Regions from separate parts of the Gossypium arboreum genome. Here region 2 is linked to region 1. The links are chromatin contacts, called in public Hi-C maps. All regions are on one chromosome and are shown on one strand. The core of a region is the stretch at or near the end of the contact, and the rest is flanking DNA. Distances in the headings are between cores, read along the strand shown. Region 1 overlaps LOC108486243 (L-arabinokinase-like). Region 2 holds the start of LOC108485529 (gamma-glutamylcyclotransferase 2-1).

Region 1 (5,925 bases), core at 1,871-4,370:
TCAAAAATTATATTATCCCTAAAAGAAATATAATTTAAAGTCTGTTACCTTCCATATATATCTCTAAAACGTGCTTAAATTGAATACCTTATGGTCGTCCATGATCTTTGAAACATTGCTTACTCAAATGCATTTATAGTTGCCAGTACCTTCCGTTATTTGGATTGACCTTTCCCTTGTTACAGAAATTCCCATTCCTTAGTATCTGTTTGTTTTTTTTTTTTTTCATATATGCAGTGTTGGAGGTGCAGACTATGGATCTGTTCGAATAGGAGCCTTTATGGGTCGAAAGATTATAAAAGCTACAGCATCAACTAGGTTGTCTCAATCAATGTCTACTGCTAATGGGGCATCCCCTGATGAAGTGGACAATGATGGACTAGAATTACTTGAAGCCGAAGCTTCATTAGATTATTTATGCAACTTGTCACCTCACAGGTAACTGTCTTTTATGAGGCTTTCTCCTTTCATCTTTTCTAGATTTTACTTAGCCTAATTAACTCAAGAGTTGACAGCCCTTTTTTTTTTTTTGGATTACTGTAACTGTTAGTATGATCTCTGAAGATCTGTGTTTCTTTTGCTGGCAAGTTCTTCCTTTTCATTTGGTCTTGTGCTACAGATACGAAGCTCTTTATGCCAATCTACTTCCTCAATCAATGCTTGGTGAGGTGTTTTTGGAGAAATATGTTGATCATGGTGATACAGTTACAGTAATCGATAAGAAACGAACATATAGTGTAACAGCTGCTGCTAAACATCCTGTATATGAAAATTTTAGGGTCAAGGTAGGTTTTTGATCTGGCGGCTTATTGGATTACAATCGATTTACTTTCCATTTGAATTTTGATTTATATTGATTGAATTACTGTGTCTTTGCAAGATAAAATTTTCTAATCACTGTCATGTTTATTTTCTTCCAACTGTAAAATGTGTCCTTCACTATGAATATTTTTGATGCATTGGTCTTACTCTTGCTTAAGTTGATATTGTCGTATTTCCATTTTGTTAATATTACAACATCTTCAGGGTCCTGTCTAAATTTTCTGTTGTAAGTTTTCTTCAAACCTTTCTATTTCCTCCTCCGCTCTTTACATGCATATTCTGCTCCTACTGAAAATCAATCCTGGAGTACTCGAAGGTGGCTGAGCTTTTAATCTAGTTGTTGATTACCAATAGTTAATTTTTATCCATTAATGTTCTTATTCTTGGGCCTCCAAATTACCAGACACATGTAGACATGTATGTTTCCCTTGGTAATTATTTGCTGAATTTCCTTGGTAACATGTTTTCTATTTATTTTTTGTGAATTTATGTGTAGGCCTTTAAGGCACTACTGACATCTGCGAGTTCAAATGAGCAACTTACGGCACTTGGAGAGCTGTTGTATCAGGTATATGCTAAAGGTCTTTTAATAGGTTTGTCTATGTAATTGATAGGTTAGTTAGATTTTCTTCTGGGTACAATTCAAGCTCCATTGGTAGGATCAAATCAATGTCACACTCATCACTAGCAGGCAATTCAATCCCATGACATAGGTATTGGGTGAACACCCTTGGCCAATGGACCAAATCTTGGGGTCTGTTAGATTGACTTTTTAATGAAAAGGAAACAAAAGAGAAAATATTATTTGTTTAATGGATACAATATCTTTTAATTGCAATTGAATTCATATTAGTTATTGAGAGACTAGTGCTTCAACTCTATGAATAACTAACATCAAGAGTACAAATTTATCAAACACAACTCTCTCAAGAAAACAAGAAGAAAGGAGCTGAACCATAGATAACCTATATAATATCAAGAGGTAGTAGTCCTATCAACATATATCCTGACTTAGAGTATTCATCTTTGGTAAACACGCTTGGTGATGTTTTTCTTTATTTTGGTTTTAAACAATGCAATAATGATGTTTCTGTGAAAAGAAAGAAGAGATGAAATGTAGTTGCATACCACTTTTGCAGTGCCACTACAGCTATAGTGCATGTGGTCTCGGTTCCGATGGGACAGATAGACTGGTACAGTTGGTGCAGGAGATGCAGCATGGTAAAGCCTCTAGAGTTGATGATGGAACTCTATATGGAGCTAAAATTACTGGTGGCGGCTCTGGTGGAACAGTTTGCGTAGTTGGAAGAAATTGTCTCCGAAGCAGCCAACACATTCTAGAGGTGAGTTGAAGTGAAAACATATAGCTAGCTAGACGTTCATATATGGTACATTAATTGTTAGTATTAAAAGGAAGGTATCTAACAAATCTGATTACTATATTTCCAGATTCAGCAAAGGTACAAAAAAGCAACAGGATATTTGCCCTTCATTTTTGAAGGTTCATCCCCTGGTGTAGGCAAGTTTGGATATTTAAAAATTCGACGTAGCATCGCTCCCAAATCCTAAACTGCTGCCTTCCAACGCTTCCATTTATTTATTTTCAAATAAACTCAGCTATTTGGTTTAGATGTATAACGCTTCCATTTATTTATTTTCAAATAAACTCAGCTATTTGGTTTAGATGTATCTTCCTTAAAAATAAATTAAGCAACAATCTCTGGATATTTATTTAAAGTTAATATTTACCATTAATTGAATTTATTCTCTTTGTTTATTTTATCCATTGCATGAGCAGTTGTGAAATTGTTTCCCTCGGTGTTATAAAACGATTCGAATTGGTTTATAATAAATTTGTGATTTGTATAATAAACCAACTCAAAACCAGGTTATCGTTGCTATAAATAAACGAAAGGGTTGTACTGGGCGGCTGTCGGCTGTCTTTTCTAAGGCAATTTGAGGAAGATGGAAAATACTTTATCTTATAGAATTATTTTATAACTCAATTCGAAATTCAACTCGAGAAATCCAATCCAATCAGGAATAAAGTCCCTTTATATACAGTTCTAAGGACCTGAAGGGGGGGATTTGCTCTCTCAAAAGCTTCGTGTTTTCCATCTTCATAAAAAAACCCTTTTCCTTTGAGCTCTTAAAGAGGGGAAACTGACCAACTAAATTTGATATTCAACTATGGTACGTTGAGCATGGATTGAACCCATCGAAAGAATTTGCCATTCTCTGTGATGCTGAGGTTGTTGTCATCATTTTCTCCAAAACTGGCAAGCTCTTTGGATTTTCCAGCTTTGGTGCAAAAGCAATAGTTGAGAAGCAACAATACTCAATGCTGATGGTAGATATCGAGAGGAAGCGAGCGGCGTCAACAAAAGAGACATGCACCGCCAAGAGTGGCGCCAAGCAAGGGGAAGGGCTCCAGCAATACTATATCCAGCACATCCACGAGCTTCAGCTCGACCTCCGCCAAAAAACGCACAATCTCAGCCGTCTTGAAGCCCAACATAACGAGCTCAATTCCTGAGATCCGTATCATACGAACATACCGGTGATAATGCGCAGATGATTGAGTAGTAGATAGCTTTTTAGGTGGTCCATCTTGAACTCCTTCAGTGGTAGAAACATAACTTTGGAACTGAGGCTGCAGTGATATTATAGATATGTTCTAATTTGTAAAAAATTTCACATAGTAAATTTTTAGTATAATTATCCCTTCTTTACTGTCCAGAAGTGTAAGTTTTACAGCTTAACTACAATTGCCGCCTGCATGATAAATTCTGAGCTTTGCATTCAACTTTAGATATTGATGATATTAGTAATCTTGTAGTGAAGAGGTAGGATGAAAGTTATTGGTGTTAGTAGCAGTAGGAATTATATGGACATGTTTGTGTTAATAATTGCATTAAAGAGCTAAAATGATTGATGCAATTGGATTTCTACAAAAGATCAGCTGCATTTACCTTTGTGATCATAAAACCTTGAAATAGGATCAATGGTGTAGAAATCAGAGAATTTCGAAACTGAGAATACTTGTGTATTGAGATGAAAGAGAACATAGATGTATGCGTGAGGAAATTAGCAAGCAATACATAATAAAAAAATCCTTTATAATCAATAATTCCAAAGATGATGCTTGGTGTAGCATATATTGTGAACAGTTAATTTGCATGACCTGTCAACAAATTGTCAAAATATTAGGCTTTATAAAGCTGGTTGAAAAAATCCAAGAGGATTGTTGTTGGAGATGTGTAATTGTGTATAGTTGGTTTGTTGCTTATAGCTAAACCTTGAAATTAGTTGCATCGTATTGTCATTACTGGAGACTCCTATGTTGTTTGCTAATAATTAAAATATGAATTGCTTATTAATTTCTAGAGGTTAAGGCCATGAATGCATCTGTTGGTTACATTAAGAATTGGATTCTATTTGTTGAAAAAAAAAATTCAATTATCTCCATTGCATCAACTAAACTATTATCAAATCTAGCACAAAGTTGTATAAACCAACTACATCTGACCATTTTTAATTTGGTAGCCTGCTACATCTGACCATTTGTTTTTACTCTTACATGTTTATTTGGATTTTATCTGCTGATAATTTTGACGTCTGGTCTGTTTCTTGTCACCTAATTAAGAACTTCACCCTTGTCGATCTTCCCCAACCCTTTTTTCAAAAGTTGCTACATTAACTTACTTTTTGGTAATAGAAAACTGTTTGATAGTAAATAACTTTTGCATGGTGTATTGTTTGGATTTGCAAAAATAGAATTGTTCTCAAATTCATAATATTTGTTTGCTTGTGTTGATACCTACTTCAACTGAAAAAGCTGTATTACTTCATATCTTATTTGCAAAGATAAAACTTGAGCTTGAATTTTGATTTTTCTTGATTTGACTCTTTTAATATTTTTAGAAGCATAATTTCATTTTTTTTCAATTCATTAATTTTTATTTTCTATTTCTTGGGTTTTTAATATTCTTATTTTATTGCTCAACAAATTCTTAGGTAAGAACAGCTCATTTTATAGGAGATATACTTGAATCATTTTTAAATTTTAAAACTTCTGTTAGTTTATTTAAATGTGATTACTTCAATGATTTTTACGCCAGTGGTTGGTGTCCTAATGGTTACTCTGATAGTTAAATTTATAGTGATGAAATATGCCAATTAATTATTAGTTAATATTTTTAACTTAGAATCTTTTATAACTTTTATTTTTATGTACTCGATGCTTTAATAAGCACTTCACAAACTATTACACTTTGCTTTTGACTGGGAGAAGAAAATTGACTTAATGATTCTTATTTTAGCATTATCGTCTATGTTACTTTGTCATGTTTTATCATTTTTCTCTCTACAAGAAGTTTGGTATATTTGACATGGGCATTTGAACAATTTTAGACCATTTTCTAGCTTAGCTTAAATTATAGCTTATGCTTGGAAGAGTTTGTCTATTCCTGTCAGTGGTTCATAGTTATCTATTAATTCATTATCTTATTCCGGCCAATGATGGAGGTTTATCAACATATCGGCAAATGTTGTCTCAACCTAAAAATTCATTTGTTTGGCAATATCTCTCTTTTGAAATCAAAAGCATGTGGACCTTTCTTAATTATGTAAGGCTTTATTGTTATTTTCGTTTATTAGACCTGGTCCTTGTATTGGGCATAATAAACGATCTTTTACCTTCAAGATTTTATGAATCTCGCGATCTGCTAATTTACGATCATGACCTTCTACTTTCGAGATTTTACGAATCTCGCGGTTCGCTGATTCACGATCACGACCTTCTGCTTTTGAGATTTTATGAATTTCACAGTCTGTTGATTTACGATCACCACCTTCTACTTTCGAGATTTTACGAATCTTATGGTCTGCCGATTTATGATCATGACCTTCCACTTTCGAGATTTTACGAATTTCACAGTCAGCTGATTTCCAATCATGACCTTCTACTTTCGAGATTTTACGAATTTCACAGTCTGCTAATTTACAATCATGACCTTCTACTTTCAAGATTTTACAATTCTCACGGTCCACTGATTGACGATCACGACCTTTGTAACACTCTGTACCTGATTAAGATTTGGA
Region 2 (5,925 bases), core at 2,019-4,518, 480 kb after region 1:
CAACACAGCAGAATTCATCCCGCAAATAATGCAGCATCGCGGCAAGGTAGGGCCAAGCTTATCAATCATCATTATTGTTGAAACATAATTATACATTTTGTGTCTGTACATCCAAATTATAAACCCACATATAGAACACAAGCATGCAATGGAATTCTCACCACCGCAATAACAATTATATTGTTATTGTTATTACTAAAGTAAACAACAACAACAATAAGAATAAATAAGAAATAAAGTTATCATGGCAAGGCCAGTTTGGTTCTAAACTAAAAATGCCGGGCAACTTACCAAAAAGGAATAGCTCAAACCCTTCTCTCCAAGAATAATATAAGCGTGAGTGATTCATATTTGGGTTACAAAGACGACAGCTATAAATCCATCGCAACTGCTTCCGGAGGAAGCAGATGCAACTGAATTGATGGGATCTGTGCCTGGGTCTGGGATTTAAGAGGTTTGAGAGGAGAACCTACTAGCTTCTTCTCCTTCGCCATTGTTCCAAGCACCTTCCTAACTTCATTTGCCAGCTCTATAACCAAGTCATCCTCATGACCTGTTTCCACGCACAATAAAAAATTAAAAAATTCCCAACCATATTTCTTCATTCACTCCTTCAACATGTTGTTATGCATGCATATACAGTTAAATGATGTATTCACTATCAGTTTGAAGTGGCCAAAGATAAACCACAAGACTGACCTATATCAAACATGGCCTTCTCCAGCAAGAAAAGATAATCCCTATTGTTCCCACAGGGTCCAACAGCAGTTGCAATTTGCCTGAAAATTTTTAATAGAAAAGTTTTTTTTTTAAAAAAACAGGGTACCAAGCATATGTTACAATAAAGCTAACACCAAAATCTTCCATCAAATGATTGAAAAGGTAACAATGGAAGTATTCGGATACTACCAGGCCATCTCCTCCAACGGAGCAGGCCCCAGGTAATACTTGTTTGAAACTTTGTCAGGAGTAGATGTGAACCTGCATAAAGTAACATTTTTGTTAAGGAAGTTGTGCATTAAAGGTTTGCTTCTTTTTTCCAACCTATTACAAACTGGACGATAAAAAAAGGACATGAGAACTTAAAAAGCAGGTTAACTTACACAATAACTCCACTTAGAGCAGGCCGCAGGGTATCTGTTTCCTGATTGAAAGCAATCACAAATAAACTTAAGCATGGAAAATGAAGACAAACTTGAAGAGACAAGCAAAGAAAACCATTTCCAAGCCCTAGGAAATCTCATACCTTGAAGAAGTCCACGAGGGTCTTCTGATCATATTCACATTCCCTTCTCTCCAAGTACTACAAATTTGGAAATAAAAAACACATTTTGTTTCTGAGTAATATGCAATTAGTTGAGATAAAGAATGCTGAAAAATGACAGAATTTTTTTTTTTTTGATAAAAAAAATGACTGATTGTTAAATGATACGAAAAGGGACTAGATTTTAAGTGCCTGAAGAAATTTCCTTTTGTAACACAAAATACATATAGCTATACAGCCTGCGAAGTAGGAAGCAAGATACCTGCATTGCTGCTCTTTCCTTTTCAGGACTGCCCCGAACACAATAAGCAGCACCCCACTGAAAGAAATAATGTAGACTTAGCAAATAAAGAAAACAGGAAGCTCTTAGCAAGACTGAATAATTAGAAACAATGATCAAGAGCACATTAACGTAAAATAAAAATCTCTTGCTCTAAGACAGCCTCCACAATATGCAACAACTTTAAGTAACCCAGAAGAAAACAATTGAAGGCACGAACTTGATAACTAAGAGATCATAAGACAAGAAGAGTTGCTGTCAGCTGCTACTTACACAAACGGCTCCTTCAATGTGCTCCAAGGTGCAAGTCCTTGCAGGATCTTCAGGTGTACCTCTGTGATCAATGCATGCTGTAATGCAGAATAAAGAAGATGCATAAGCAGTTAAAAAAAAAATACTGCAAAAGATGCTTAGCAAGGCCAAAAATTAATACTTACCAAGGTCAAAAACACGCCTGTAATCCTTGATGAAGCCTATGACTTTCTCATCATACTCAAAACCAGGGTTCCAGACCAGTGAACCATAACCAAAAACCCAGAAAACCATACTCCTGAGAAAGTAAAGCTTTTTTCACTAATATTATTAGATGAAAACAATGGCATCAAGACACAACATAGAATGACAACAGCAGTTCCTTTTGAAATGGTTATTGTCCAAGTTGTGGCAAGGCAATGCGTTTGGATTAGTTTAATTAAATAGCGGAGAGAGAGTGTTAGATTTTTTATTTGATTTGATTTGTTTTGATTTGTTAAAAACAAAAAGTAAATCCCTAAACTCCAAATTACGACAAAGAAAAAGATTAAATAAGCACACATGATACTTGAAAAGAAAAATGATTGAAATGAACAAATTAACCCGTATATTAAAATTATTATTAACGAAAAGAAAGCGGATTGAAGTCCCGATTATTAGAAAAAAAGGATGGCGAAAGAAATTAGAAGCAACATTGTTGCTGTTGTGATGGCTAGATATGGAGTAGCAGTGAAGGGCTCAAACACGTAAGTTGCGCTAGTATTTACGTCGTTATTATTTGAGAGAGGAAGACCCAAAAAAAAAAAGAGTGGGGGAAGGAGGGAGGGCTCGGGGTTCTTGATTCTCATTAACAGGAGAGAAATGAAATTCACATTCGGATTTTTATAACGAAGAAGAAGCAAAAGAGGTAGAGAACTTACAACAACTTAGATAGATGAAAGAGAGTGATCTACTCTGAGATAGAATAAAATACGATGTAGGGGTGGACGCAGGCAACTTATGAAGGGGATGGATGATTTATAGATTAAAATTGCGTGGTCCTCTCTCTCTCTCTCGCTCTCTCTTAGGGTTTTGGTTTGTGTCAGATCCTAGGCTTGGAGGCTTCCATTTTCCAAGACCAATAGAAAGAGCAAAGGAGATGAAGAGGACTGAAGGAGGCGGCGATGGCATGTTCCAGGGTATTTATAGCTGTCACTGCCTAATAATTAGGAAAGGAAATGCTAATTCAAATCCAACTGGCTGAGCAAGAAGCCCACAACCTCATGCCCTCAATTATGTCTATATATATTGTCGAAAAAGGAGCGAACATAACATTCAAAGGAATCAGTCAAAGAGCTCGGTACACATAAACTCCACTAGCATCTCTGCCAACACAGTAAAGGGGATAGAGACTCCGGTGGAATATTACAAATGCACAAAAAAAAAAAAAACCGGAGGTTGAAAATTGTTTTCCCATCCTGCTAAAACATCCACGTATTTATTGCATGTGGAAATATAATTTTAGTACTTGAATCATTAGACAACAATAATAATCAATCTCAAGGTTGGCAAGGTTTATACGTTTGGGACGTGTCTATAAAAGTTGATAATTCAATTTTTATGATAGTCTCGGCTTCAGCTCTCGATCTTTTAGAATTGTCCATGGAAAAAGACATCTAAATTAAGTTTGAAGCAACTTTATCTATAAATTTACTATTAAAAAATATGAAACTGACAATTAAGCGTAAAGGGAATGCCCATTCCTTGGCCACTAAAATTATGTAAAGACAATTTTCATATTTAAGACGTTGGTAATTTATTGAACGATATTTTTTGGGTTCTATTGAGTATAAGGATTATATTTAGCCATCAATAAAAATCATGTTACTTGGGAAAACATATTTTGGAGATTGGATCAAATTGAATCACCCCATCTAATACCTTGGATTATGGATATTGGATTGGATTGAAACTGTGATTGCTTGGCTACCAAGAGTCCATGTTTACATTACCTGCTATTATTCTATTGTATTGAGCTTATCTTTTTGTTGTTTTAGTTGGATTGTGATATATCTTCTTATGTTAGTAAGCCTTGAAATTATCTATTTAATTTAGAGACTTGTATAGGTTAATGTACAGAGAGACTTAAGCACTTAAGTTGTTTTTGTGAGGAACCCTATTGTATGAGTGCCTCTTGAGAGTAAACCCCTTGTGTTAAGGTTTTACTTGTTGAATTCATAAAGGGTGAATTTAGTGGTGAGAGTATTGAGTCTTCAAGATACAAATGTGAGGAAAATTGTCACGAGGTGTGATAGGATAGGATCACTTGTTGTAATTGTTGAAGAGAGTGAATATTTATCATAGAGCTAGGCTCCACAGACATACGGGAACCAAATTGCATAAAAAAACTCTTTTGTGTTATGTGTGTTTACCATTTTTCATTTAGCGTTGAAGGAGTGCCCACTCATTTGTCCCTCATTCACTATGATAGTCTATCTCTATGCAACTGTTTCGAGTTAACAATTTCCAAGAGACTGAGACAAAAGAGTGAATAAGTTGACTCCTAATGGGTGGAAATTCTAGGAAATCTCCTAGAGAGAGCTTACATAAGCTCTCCTTTAATACTAAAGTAGAATGCTAGGTAATCTAGGCTAAACTAGCCATATATGCCACTTTTTTTTTAATTAGGCTTATAAGCCAATTTTTTTGAAAATTTAGCGAAATAGGCCATTTTTTTAGAGAGAAATGAAAAGCACACCCACTTTCCCTTAACGATCACTTTTTAAATGTTGGTCGTCCAAGGTAAAAAATTTTAAAAGTGGGGCAACTGTAACACCCCGTACCCGAGTCTGTTACCGGAGTCGAAGACAAGGTGCACACAACTCAATTTAATCATTTTCACAGTCCATTTAAAAAATTTCCAGACAAGCTGGTTACTGCGTCACTGTCACTTTAAAAATCATATCTTGAGTTTCAAAGCTCGAAAATCAGTTTCGTAATTTTTCCCTGAAATTAGACTCATATTTACATCTACATATTTTTTTCTAGAATTTTTGGTCGGGCCAATTAGTACAGTTTATTAGTTAAAGTCTCCCATGTGACAAGGGTCGACTACACTGACCCTCACGCGTTACAACTTGAATATCTCTCTGTACAGGGCTTCAATACTGATGCCGTTTGTTTCTATAGAAACGAGACTCAAAGAGGAATCTATAAATATATGGCATGACTCCTAATTATCCCTGGTTAATTTACAATGAATTTCCAAAGTCGGAACAGTGGATCCAGAAACCGTTCTGGCCCTGTCTCACGAAAACCTAAATATCTCTTAACATACAACTCATATGACCGTTTCGTTTCTTCCATATGAAAATAAATTCATCAAGGTTCATTTACATAATTTATTCACTAATTTATTCCATTCCTTCTATTTTTAGTCATTTTTCACATCCACACCACTGCTGCTGACAGCATCTGCCTTTAAGGTAGACTTTACCTATTTCATAATTTCCATGATTCCATTGGCCCTTTTTGCATACATAGCACAAAGTGTGATCATGATTAACCATTCCAATGGCTAATCGTTCAAAACAATTCCATACCTCATAATGATCAACATACAAACGATTATAGTACTATGCTAAAAACGTATATAAGCCATTTTCGCATGGCTATCCAAGTTTACACAAAACCGAAAGGTACATGACCTACAACAAAAGGGTAGTCCTATACATGCCATTTCAAAGTTCAACCAAAATTGTACCAAAATGGGGGCTTTGATAGTGTGGATGACTTCGACTTCGATGATCCTGAATCCGATAGCTAACGAGCAAAATCTATAAAACAGAGAGCCAAAGCAACGGGGTAAGCATTTTAATGCTTAGTAAGTCTCAAGTAATGAAATCAGCTTTGACTAAAGTATTACATTTACATAACTAAATGAATCACTTTATTAACACATTCTCATAATCATACTTACTTCACATTACCGACCCTTATGTTTATACACAAAAGAACAACTTAGCCAAAGGCCGGTAGCTCGTTTATCAACTGAGCGAATACTTACTTGTAAGGACTCAACTAATTCAAGCACGTCATTTAACATACCTCATTGCTGAAATTTTCACAAGTGTATAAACTGAAATTTTTA

What was found. Hi-C and Micro-C count contacts between places; a contact is called where the count stands out from the background.
Region 2: a Hi-C map of leaf shows a contact between it and region 1, with 3 times the contacts expected there. The contact joins the promoter of LOC108485529 here to the enhancer-like site in region 1. A contact is called at or near these places in 2 of 5 Hi-C or Micro-C datasets (both in leaf).

Annotation. Positions count from the first base shown.
Region 1 is chr6:89,202,356-89,208,280 of ASM2569848v2, forward strand. LOC108486243 (L-arabinokinase-like) reads left to right here. Exons shown (of 30, transcript XM_017790194.2): 26 at 238-438; 27 at 620-785; 28 at 1,319-1,390; 29 at 1,962-2,165; 30 at 2,272-2,582. The coding sequence ends at 2,391. Among protein-coding and RNA genes, the nearest start is that of LOC108486243, 13 kb to the left of the region's middle. Within about 2 kb of position 3,121, at least 2 of the 2 cell types and tissues checked have an H3K27ac peak or open chromatin away from gene starts, as enhancers often do. A contact at or near this core is called in leaf, where this site is marked.
Region 2 is chr6:89,686,660-89,692,584 of ASM2569848v2, forward strand. It overlaps LOC108485529 (gamma-glutamylcyclotransferase 2-1), which reads right to left and starts at 3,269. Exons shown (of 9, transcript XM_017789381.2): 1 at 2,717-3,269; 2 at 1,982-2,108; 3 at 1,818-1,894; 4 at 1,527-1,583; 5 at 1,247-1,303; 6 at 1,104-1,144; 7 at 910-981; 8 at 700-779; 9 at 1-553. The coding sequence starts at 2,090. The coding sequence ends at 372.